Regions from separate parts of the Mus musculus genome. Here region 1 is linked to region 2. A link is a contact called in public HiChIP or PLAC-seq data. All regions are on one chromosome and are shown on one strand. The core of a region is the stretch at or near the end of the contact, and the rest is flanking DNA. Distances in the headings are between cores, read along the strand shown.

Region 1 (5,240 bases), core at 1,524-4,023, 450 kb before region 2:
ACTTGGTCAAGGAAGAAATAAAGAATTAAAGACTTTTTGTAATTTAAGAAAATGAAGGCACAACATACCCAAACATATTGGACACAATGAAAGCAGTACTAAGAGGAAAACTCATAGCTCTGAGTTGTTCCAAAAAGAAACTGGAGAGAGCACATACTAGCAACTTGACAGGACATCTGAAAGCTCTAGATCAAAAAGAAGCAAATACCCCCTAGAAGAGTAAACAGCAGGAAATAATAAAACTTAGGGCTGAAATCAACCAAGTAGAAACAAAAAGAACTATACAAAGAGTCAATAGAACCAGGAGCTGATTCTTTGAGAAACCCTTAGCCAGACTAACTAGAGGGCACAGGGACAGTATCCTAATTAACAAAATCAGAAATGAAAAGGGGGACATAACAACAGAATCTGAGGAAATAAAAAAAAAAAAAAAGGTCATCAGATCCTACTACAAAAGCCTATACTCATCAAAATTGAATAATCTTGATGAAAAGGACTATTTTCTAGAAAAATACCAGGTACCAAAGTCAACTCAAGATCAGATAAATCATCTAAACAGTCCCATGACCCCTAAAGAAATAGAAATAGTCATTAATACTCTCCCAACAAAAAAAGCTCAGGACCAGATGTGTTTAATGAAGACCTAATACCAATACTCCTCAAACCATTCCACAAAATAGAAACAGAGGGTACTCAATTCATTCTACAAAGCCACAATTACTCTGATACCTAAACCAGACAAAGACCTAACAAAGAAAGAGAACTTCAGACCAATTTCCCTTATGAATATCGATGCAAAAATACTCAATAAAATTCTTGCAAACTGAATCCAAGAACACATCAAAACAATCGTTCATCATGATCAAGTAGGCTTCATCCCAGTTATTCAGGGATGGTTCAACACAACAGAAATCCATTAATGTAATTCACTACATAAACAAACTCAAAGGAAAAAAATGATCACTTTATTAGATGCTTAGAAAACATTTGACAAAATCTGACATCCCTTCATGATAAAAGTCTTGGAAAGATTAGGAATTCAAAGCCCATACCTTAACATAGTAAAGCAATATACAGAAAATCATTAGCCAACATCAAACTAATGGAGTGAAACTTGAAGTAATCCTACTAAAATCAGGGACTAGACAAGGCTGCCTACTCTTTCCCTACCTATCCAATATAGTGCTCGGAGCCTAGCCAGAGCAGTTAGACAACAAAAGGTCAAAGGGATAAAAACTGGAAAAGAGGAAGTCAAAATATCACTATTTGCAGATATGGTAGTATACTTCAGTGACTGAAAAAATTCCATCAGAGAATTCCTAAACCTGATAAACAACTTCAGCAAAGTGGCTGGATATAAATTTAACGCAAACCAGTAGCTTTCCTCTACTCAAAGGATAAACAGTTTGAGAAAGAAATTATGGAAACAACACCCTTCGCAATAGTCACAAGTAATATAGAATACCTTGTTGTGACTCTAGCCAAGCAAGTGAGAATCTGTATAAGAAGAACGTCAAGTCTCTGAAGAAAGAAATCAAAGAAGATCTCAGAAGATGGAAAGCCCATTCTGCTTTCTTTTTTTTTTTTTTTTTTAAAGATTTATTTATTATTATACATAAGTACACTGTAGCTGTCTTCAGACACTCCAGAAGAGGGAGTCAGATCCCGTTATGGATGGTTGTGAGCCACCATGTGGTCGCTGGGATCTGAACTCCAGACCTTTGGAAGAGCAGTCGGGTGCTCTTACCCACTGAGCCATCTCACCAGCCCCCATTCTGCTTTCTATCTGTGGGCTCATTGTGGTGACCAGCTTCTTCAAGATCCTGCCATTACCTACCCTGCTGTGGTGAAACATAACTTGGACCTGTGAACTTATGTGAACCCTTCCTTCTTTAGGTTATTCTTTCAGGTATTTTATTGCAGCAATGAGATACTTAAGCATGTAGGTACTATAGTCCTTTGGGTATAGATATGAGGGGATGTTTCTGAGTGTCACAAAATTCACAGGACAAACTCCTACAACATATAACTATCTACTCCCAAGTTCCATACTGCTTAATCTGAGAAAGAAATTGCATTTCTTTCTTTTTTTGGGCATTGTTGTTTTTTTTTTTTTTCTCTTTCTTTTTCTTTTCTTTCTTTTTGTTGTTGTTTTGAGACAGGGTTTCCCTGTATAGCCCAGGCTGTCCTGGAACTCACTTTGTAGACCAGAAATCCACCTGCCTCTGCTTCCTGAGTGCTGGGATTAAAGGCATGTGCCATCATGCCCGGTTTTGGACATTGTTTTTGAAAGTGAATTTTTCTTATTGTTCCCTTCCACCAGGGGAGATCCTATAAGGAAATAAAAGGCTTATTAAGCTGGGGTGTTAGAAAAGAATTAAGAAGATTAGGAAAAACAGCACAGAATTATGATCTACTTAAGAGGACCAGAATCTAAAATTGAGTCTCTGAGTTTAAGGTTAACAGAAAGCTGTTTCATCCCTCCAGCTGAAAACTTGAGGGGATAGAAGATTCTACTGGAGCTAGAGTGGTGGGCATGAGAACTAATAATGTTAGAGCCTTGGTAGAAGGTGTTGCTATACCTTTGCTGCCAAGCCCAAGAATGAACAGAAAAAGATTCACACTGGCATCTACCTCAGACTTCCCATGATACTCAACAGGAAGCCAGAGGACAAGCGCTAAGGAACTATAGTCATGCATTAGAGGACACCAGGACAGGCAAAGACAACTGAGAGTCCCTCTTGAGTAGGTAGATAGAAACAGAGAGTGGGTGACAGGATGGCTAATAGAATAAGAATAGTGTAGCCTTTCTTCTTTCTTTTTTCCTCAGTTTGCTCCTCATCTAAGTGTGGGGGAAAAAAAGTGGCAAAACATGCAAATCTACAACAGCAATATCTGGGTAAGAAATAAAATATCAGCTAATGTTCACAGTTATTGATATCCTTAGCAATTTTAAGCATAGTTAAAACAATTGCTCTCGCCATCCACTCCACACATATTCCATACTTTCTAGGTGCCAGGTACAGGTTTACCTGTAAATGGGTGGGGTGGAAGAGGATCTGGGCTTTAGCAAACACATTAGTGCTGAAGCCTAGTTTTTTTTTTTTCTTTACTTCAAGCACCCTGGGGAAACCTTTGGGTTTTTGACTTGCAAAACCGAGCAACTACCTTAGAGACAATCACAAATCTGAATAACACTAGAGAGATTTTTTCCAGTTCAGTATGCACAATCCCAGGCTGGAGTGCAAGGAGAAGTCATTGTTTATTCTGCTGGGATTTGTCCAGCAGCTGTGACAACAACAAATCAAACCAGCCCAGAGCCCAAAGCAAAAGCCTTGTGAGCTGTAAGACTCTCAAGGGACCAAACTAATGAATCTCATAACTTGACCAACAGAATTACTGTAACTTTATTTTTTTCCATTGAATAATTATTTATTAAATGCCAACTATATTCCAGGGACTGTGCCAAGGAGCTGAATACCCAAAAATATAACAGATGGATTCTCTTTCTTGAAGATGTTACCAGATGTGTGGAAGAAGCATTTCCTGTCCTCACATACTAAATCATAGTTGTTTGTTTTATTTATATGCTTAATCAATTTATCATGCTTTGCTATTGAAAAGCTGCCATTCAATAATCTGTTCAGGGTCCAACAAAACTAGCTTTGATCCAGAGTTAATGGCTCTTCGGGGTTTTAACTCTTTGAATACTCTGCTCTGCCTTCTCTAACCACTGTCTAGGTGTTCTGTTCTCAGAAGTTTGCTAAATTCACTGTGTGCATATAGCATCCATTTTGTGCTAACCCAGTGCCTCTGGGTAGGAATCTGCATATACCCCCATTCTTTTTATACATCAGGGAGCTTTGTCTGCTAACTACCCATGTTCCAATGAAATTGCAATCTAAGTCGTAGATACATTCTGAAATTTTCTTAAAGCTCCCCTCTAATCTCATGCTTCTTTGGCATGTAACTCTAAAATATAATTTGTCACCATTTAGGATTGCTTTTTGGCATCTCCTGTTTGAGTCTCCACTGCATATTCCCTGTGACTCTCCAAAGAATGTTGTGTCCCCATGTATGGCATCTCTCAGCTTCTCCATTATCTTATAATTCTGCAAGTATTCTGCCTTCATCCTAGGTGATGGGCAAGGGTTCTGAGATGAGTCATGAGTCTGGAGTAGGGAGGATTTCTTGAGTCTTAGGTCCTGATCCAGTCTTTCACATTCTGCTCTGCTCAAACATTTTCAGAGCAATGTTGTTATATATTCATTAACTCGGTGGTCCTTAAACACCAAATAACTTAGTGCCAAAGTAGTGATTTAGAGGCCAGAAAAGAAGTGTTTGATGCACATTGCATTTATTGCATTTCAGAACATAAAAATTATGTTTTGGTTAGGTTCATGTGTTTCTCAAGAGTTCCATTCCTTTTTTTTTATATTTAAAAATTCCTTTAATATTCACAGACAGATAGTGAGTTGCTATTGAGATTGAAAGCAACAGAATGACAATGGGTTGAGTGGCTCTGCCTATGTCCACCTCCTAATCAGCTTCCTCCAACCCATCAAAAATGGAATAAACATACAAATTTATGCACAGAGTGCAATATATAATTACATAATATAATCATGATAGGAAACTTTTATAACACTGAACACATATGAATAAAACAAAATATACCATGGCACCCAATGCCTATGGTGATAGGCAACTCATAGTCTTTCTTCAAACTTCATGTAGACCGAATTTACCATTCACTTTATTATTCATATATTCTCCTCTAGTTAACTGCTTGGGCTGACCTCTCTACCTAAAATAACATTCTTTTCTTACATCTTGTCTTGTGGTGGTTTTTTTTTTTTTTTTTGGATATTTTATTTATTTAAATTTCAAAGATTATTCCCTTTCTTGGTTTCCCTTCCAGAAATCCCTGTCCCCGTCCCTGCTTCTATGAGGGTGCTCCCCCACCCACCCACTCCTCTGCCCTGCCCTGGCATTCCCCTACACTGAGGCATTGAGCCTTCATGGGACCCAGGGCCTCTCTTCCCAATGATGCCTGACAAAGCCATCCTCTGCTACATATGTGGCTACAGCCATAGGTCCCTCCATATATACTCTTTGGTTGGTGGTTTAGTCCCTGGGAGCTCTGGGGTATCTGGTTGATTGACATTGTTGTTCTTCCTATGGGGTGTCAAACCCCTTCAGCTCCTTCAGTCCTTTCTCTAACTCCTCCATTGGAGACA
Region 2 (5,844 bases), core at 1,804-4,303:
TGGACTTTTGAGTCTTAGCAGAACTCTTTCTCTTCCACCATGTGTATCAGCATGTAAGTGAATTTTTCTGGCACTTTCTTATGCAAAATAAAAACAGAGTTTGGGAAGAGCAGATACTGGGAATTGGGACTCTGCCTACTTCTGCCTTCTGAGGCCAATTCTACCAGGGATGATGTAAGCTGATATCTCTGAATATGACTTGATAAATTCAGGGGGGAAATTATAGCCAAGCATGGTGTTTGAAATGCCCATATTAACCATCCTTCTCCATAATTTGGTCCCTCAACTCATCGACAAACAACCAATATTTACTACGTTATGTCCTCTTTTCAATGTACCATCTCAGGCCAGGAGGAAAGAGGGGTACCTGAAAGAACCACGCTCTTAATTTGAATTCTGAGGCCTAATATTAAAGCAGAACAGGACAAAAAAAGTTTTCAGGACCTGGGGTTTGAAAGAAAGGCAGGATAGAGTCCTATTTCTGATAAAGAAATACACACTCAAGAGATCTGAGGTTTCAATGGCACATGCAGCCTCTGGATACAATATCATGATGTCACTGACATCACACCCCACACTAAAGTGTTTCTGAATCCAAAAGACCCTTTGAGCACAACATATGTCAGGTTGGACTTGGCCTACAAAGGAGTCCTTTCTGACGCATGTGACCACAGCACCACCATGTGTTGGCTCAGCATATGTACAGTTCTCTCATCAGAGGCACAGTTCTGTCCATGTCTTCTATGGATGTCTGAGAGATTCATTACCTCTAACCAGTTTGCTAGGTGTGGGGCAACGGAGGACACAGATGGCCTGGAATCCCCCTCTAGTTCCATGACCGAGCTATCCAAGGACGCAGATATCACAGCCCAGCACACGGACTTTCTGAGGTGTCACAATGCCTACATTTTACTCATAATAGAAGGTAAAAGTTATCAAGGCTAGAGCTATGAGACTCTGACAAGGCAGAGCACCATATATTTTAGACGATTGCTGTACCACATGCTTTGGACAAAGCAGAAGAGTAAATAACATAAGTGGACCAATCTTTATTTTCATTCCCTTTGTATGTGTCCATGGACATGTATGTCACATGTGTAAGGGTACACAAGGAGGACAGGAGAGAGCTGGACGCTCTGAATCTGGTTGTGGGTAGGTTTGAGCTGCCTGACATGAGTGTTGAGATCTGACCTAGGGTCTTCTGGAAGGGCAGCAAGTGGTCTGAACTGCTGAACCAAACCATGGAAGGCTGGTGGAGACTGAAAGGAAGTGTTGGAAGGAGAGATGGGGAAAGTATAAAACCAGCCAGGTAACTGACTTCCAATTCAAAGGAGCTTAGGATGAGACTAAGGGATGAAGGTGGACTACAGTGCTTACAAAAAGGAAAGAACAGTGATGTAGAGAACCCTGTGGGTGAATTGAAGAGAAGGTACAGAAGATAAGGTGTGCGACCAAGTGGAGCCTGGTGCATCCAATATGACAGCTGGACCCTTTGGACAGTGATGAATTCATTTAAAATGGCAAGTGACTGAACTGGGAGTTTGAGGGGAAGGGAAGACTAGGGTTACAAAGCTGTTGATTGCCTCTACCTCTCCCTACCCTCGCCCAGCTACACACACAATGGCAAGTGAAGGGGATATCCACAGAGCAGCAGAAGGCAGTGACTGGGAGATCTGGAACAGAGGCTGAGTGGAGTAGCCAGCCACAAAGGAGACTGGTGCACTGGGGCCAAGCTGGCTTGCTCACTCCATCGCTCTTTTGTACAGTTGGCTGCTGCCCCTGACAGAGTTCTCAGCCAGGATTTCCAGCGTTCTTGTCGGATGAGATGTGGAAAGTTGCAATTGCAGGGATCTGCTTCTGAGAGCATGTCTTTTTCTTGTTTTCTTTTCTTTCTTTCTTTTTTTTTTTTTTTTACAATAAAGATAAATTTATTTTGACTATCACGTGAAAAGAGAAAAGAATGATATGTGTCATAAGGAATTTTTTAAACATACAGAAAGATAGATGGACAAATGAATAGATGAATGGATAATAGATAGATAGATAGATAGATAGATAGATAGATAGATAGATAGATAGATAGATAGATAAAAGAGACAGAGACAAATGTGTCTTCCTTTTATCTTTACTATTTTCCTGCTCAAGAAAGCAAACATGTGTCCTTTCCTATAACCTCAGATTTTTTTCTTTTATTTAAAGTTCATGATTCTTATTAGTCTTCCTTCTCCAAACTTCACACACAAGTTTATCAAGTCTATTCTGCATTAATCTTCCTTCCTTCCTTCCTTCCTTCCTTCCTTCCTTCCTTCCTTTCTTCCTTCCTTTCTTCCTTTCTTCTTAAAGGTTCTGTTTAGGCTTACCTGTAGGGAATAAAGATTCAATAAGGCCCCACCTGCACTTCTCCACTCCATTGGGTTGTCTTAGTACTACCTGGTGGCTGCAAACTGAATTATCCCTCCCTCTTCCCTCCTCCCTCCCTCCTTCTTCCCTCCCTCCTCTCTCCTTCCTCCCTCCCTCCTTCCTTCCTTCTCCCTCCCTCTGTGGGTCCCCATGGCCTTGGGTGAAGACAGAATGACATGGCTCCTGCCCCTGGGACACGGCCAATATACTTGGGCCTCCACAAGTGTCTGTGACTGCCAAGAGCATAAGGCTTGTTTGTATATGTTGTACATATTTTCAGGGTCCTCCAAGGAATGTCCTCCCAGTTAATGTTAATGACTTCATGGCACTTAGAGATAGCAGGGGTCCTGAAGATGAAGGTGTGTCTAATGTCTCAGCAAAATGGTAAAAGCTCGGACCTCCAGGACAGCCCTTAATATATATAGTATTTGAAACATATATAATTTTTCAATTATGCAAAAATGTTAGGATGCAATATAAATTGTATAAGGAACAGATGCAGCAACACTATGAACTGGCTTGGCAGAAAGATACAAAGTCAGGCAGATACAAATGCAGGCCAATTCTTGAGTTCAAGGTCAGCCTGGGACAGAGGGAACTTAGGCACAGGTGTGGTAGAAATGGTAATTTCAGGACAAGGTCCCACCCAGCAAAGTTTACAAAGGCAGGGAGCTCTCTGAATTCTTTTACAATGTTTTAAAATAAAAATGTGCTCGCTGTCTCCAACAGAGCCTGGGGTCAGAGGGTGCTGATTCATAGGATAATCAAAGGTGAACCTGGAGTAAATGCCTGGATTGATATGTAAAATAAAAGGCTGGCTTCTGTTCTGCAAGAGATGAGCTATTGGCAGAGAAAATTTTTAGATTAGCAAGAAAGAACTGCTTGGAGAACTGTCTCAAGCAGAACCTAGAGGGCTGTCGAGAGATCTCCAGAGAAAGTAGAACAGAGAGAACAAGCTGGAAAGCTTTCTCCAGCAGAGCACAGGCCACCAGCTTAGACCCACAAATTGTTTCGCAGTTCCCAGACACCAATTCCTCAGAATCCTTCTCCAAGCCAAGGCTGGTCCTTGGCATCTCTTCCTCCTTCTCTCCCTCTCTACATAGCAAAGAACCTGTAAACACAATAGTAGACACAGTCACTGAAGTGCAATCTCTAGTATATTTTCCCACATGTCACAAAACACCAAATTCTTCCACGTCCAGTTTATTACTAATTCCAAAAAAAAAAAAGGTGTCTTTTTGGGTGCTCAAAAATGAAAACGTGCCCTTGGTTTCCCTAACTAGAGGTCAAGGAAACTGAAGAAGTGTTGGTCTGCTCAAATAAAATTGAGAAAAAGGAGTCAATCTGTGAAGATGCAGAGGGTAGAGGGTAGACTTATAACAGAAGACCCAGCAAAGGACATGCAGGGGCAGGGCTAGGGAATATACATCAAGGAGGGAAATGTCTACTCTCCTGACTGGTGGGGATGTGTACCACAGTGATGGGCTCAGTCATTTAGTTTCTGCCATGTTCCTTTGTCCCTAGTGCCTGAGACACAGGGAATGTGTACTACCAGAAAACCACTGGGTGGCAGTCTCATGAGCCCAGCCCTGTAAGTGCCATTTTGGGCATTTCTGTAGTTGTTAAGCATCCATGCCATCACATTAGACTATTTCAAAAACAAATGACCTAGTATTGCTGTAATAGTTCTGCAGCTTTAAAACATTGCCCCGTAAGAGTAGAATAGAGTAGGAAAGCAATCTACAAAGCAGGTGGCTACTGGTTAAGACAGAAGGGCTTTTAAGCGATTCTGGGGAGGTCGGGGAGAAGCAAGCTGGCTTTCTCTCCAGATCCTCTCCTAGCTCTGTTCACTCATACTTCACCCTGAGGAATGTGACCACGACTTTTGTTGCCTTTATATCCATTTCCAGTACAGGTTTGTTTTGCTTTTTTTTTGTTTGTTTTAACATTTTATTGATTTTTCATGAGTTTTTCATTAATGTGACCCACACATTAATGCAGACCCCTGCTGATGCTGATACATCCCAATTCCACTCACCTCCCCAACCCTTTGTATCTGCCCTCTGCCCTTACAATCACCCCACAAGAAGAAAATAATGACATCTCCTATGTAGTATGCCACAGTGTGTCCCACAGTATACTATTGTGTCCATACTTCTTTACTTGCAAATGTTCATTGCAATGACTTATTGGTCTTTTAAGCCCCAGACTTCAGCCATACTGGATCTTCACCTGGACTCCTCTCAGATATTCTGTTGTTGCCCTGTGTCATGATGGAGAACCTGCAGCTTTGGATCTATACCAACATGTGAAGGTGAGCTCTCCAGCACTGCTCTCTGTGGCTTACCCGGTACCTCTGCTGGCAAGGGGTCTCAGGTTTAACAAATGGCATCTCTCCTTCTGACTGTCTAGGCCCAGTGCTTGTTCTAAATCCTATTCTATACGATCCTTATACCTGCTACTGGTCTCTTCAGCTTTCTTCCCCTTTCCTCCCTCCTAATAAAATGCCACAGACTGGATAATTTACAAAGAAATAAATTCATTTCCTAGAGTTCTAGAGGATAGACGGCCAAGAGCAATGTGCTAAAGTTTAGTGACTGGTGAGACTCTCCCTGTTCTTTCAGTGTGGTGCTATGAACTCTATATTCTTCAGAAGTGTTTTCTTTATTCTTTCTATTAATACCAGGGTGAAAATTAAGTACTACTCTTCATGTTTGTGATGGAACATACTTGAAAAAGATTTCTTAAGTTATCATTGTCTCAGGGACTCTATGGCTGTGAGAAAACACCATGGCCAAAGCAATGGGGGAAAATTTGTCTTTTCACCCACAGCACAGCCCATCACTGAGGGAAGTCAGGGCAGAAATTAAGACAGGGCAGAAACCTGGATACAGAAACTGATGCAGAGGCTATGAAGGAGTGTTGCTTTGGCTTGCTCTTTATGGCTTGGTCAGCCTACTTTCGTATAGCACCTAGGACCACCAGCCGAGGATGGCACTGCCCAGAGTATCAACCATCAATCAAGAGAATGCACCAAGGCCTGGCTCATAGGCCAATCAAGTGAATTCATTTTTTCAACTGAGCTTCCTTCTTCTAAATGGACTCTAGATTGTGTTAACTGGACACAAAACTAGCCAGCATAATCATCATTATAAAATATCTACTTCATAACTTCATTTTATTTTTATTATTTTTTAAATTCATTCAACTTGGCTGAGGACTCCTAATGCAAGGACAGGGAGTAATGTCTAAGGAGTACATAGGGTCTAGAGCACAATGTGTAAGGAATCACTCCATTTTCAAGACCACAAAAATCAACCCTACATTTGTCTACCACTAAGAAGAGAGATAATGAGTATCTATCTCTTTAACTCTTGTGCCATGCACTTCCCTTGTCTCACCTTGGTCTTCATCCTGCACTCAACATGCTTATTTGAATATCTA

Evidence for each region. HiChIP or PLAC-seq counts read pairs in DNA pulled down with a chosen protein or histone mark.
Region 1: an H3K27ac HiChIP or PLAC-seq map of embryonic stem cells shows a contact between it and region 2, with 2.7 times the contacts expected there. The contact joins two enhancer-like sites. A contact is called at or near these places in 1 of 15 datasets of contacts at CTCF or cohesin (large pre-B cells), 2 of 484 Hi-C or Micro-C datasets (the HPC-7 cell line and embryonic stem cells), 5 of 115 datasets of contacts at active chromatin or transcription factors (all in embryonic stem cells) and 1 of 9 other capture datasets (embryonic stem cells).

What each region holds. Positions count from the first base shown.
Region 1 is chr15:9,896,329-9,901,568 of GRCm38.p6, reverse strand. No RefSeq gene overlaps it. Among named protein-coding and RNA genes, the nearest start is that of Spef2, 150 kb to the right of the region's middle. Within about 2 kb of position 2,773, at least 11 of the 459 cell types and tissues checked have an H3K27ac peak or open chromatin away from gene starts, as enhancers often do. A contact at or near this core is called in embryonic stem cells, where this site is marked.
Region 2 is chr15:9,450,275-9,456,118 of GRCm38.p6, reverse strand. The region is part of intron 1 of Capsl (calcyphosine-like); the gene reads right to left. Among named protein-coding and RNA genes, the nearest start is that of Capsl, 17 kb to the right of the region's middle. Within about 2 kb of position 3,053, at least 16 of the 459 cell types and tissues checked have an H3K27ac peak or open chromatin away from gene starts, as enhancers often do. A contact at or near this core is called in embryonic stem cells, where this site is marked.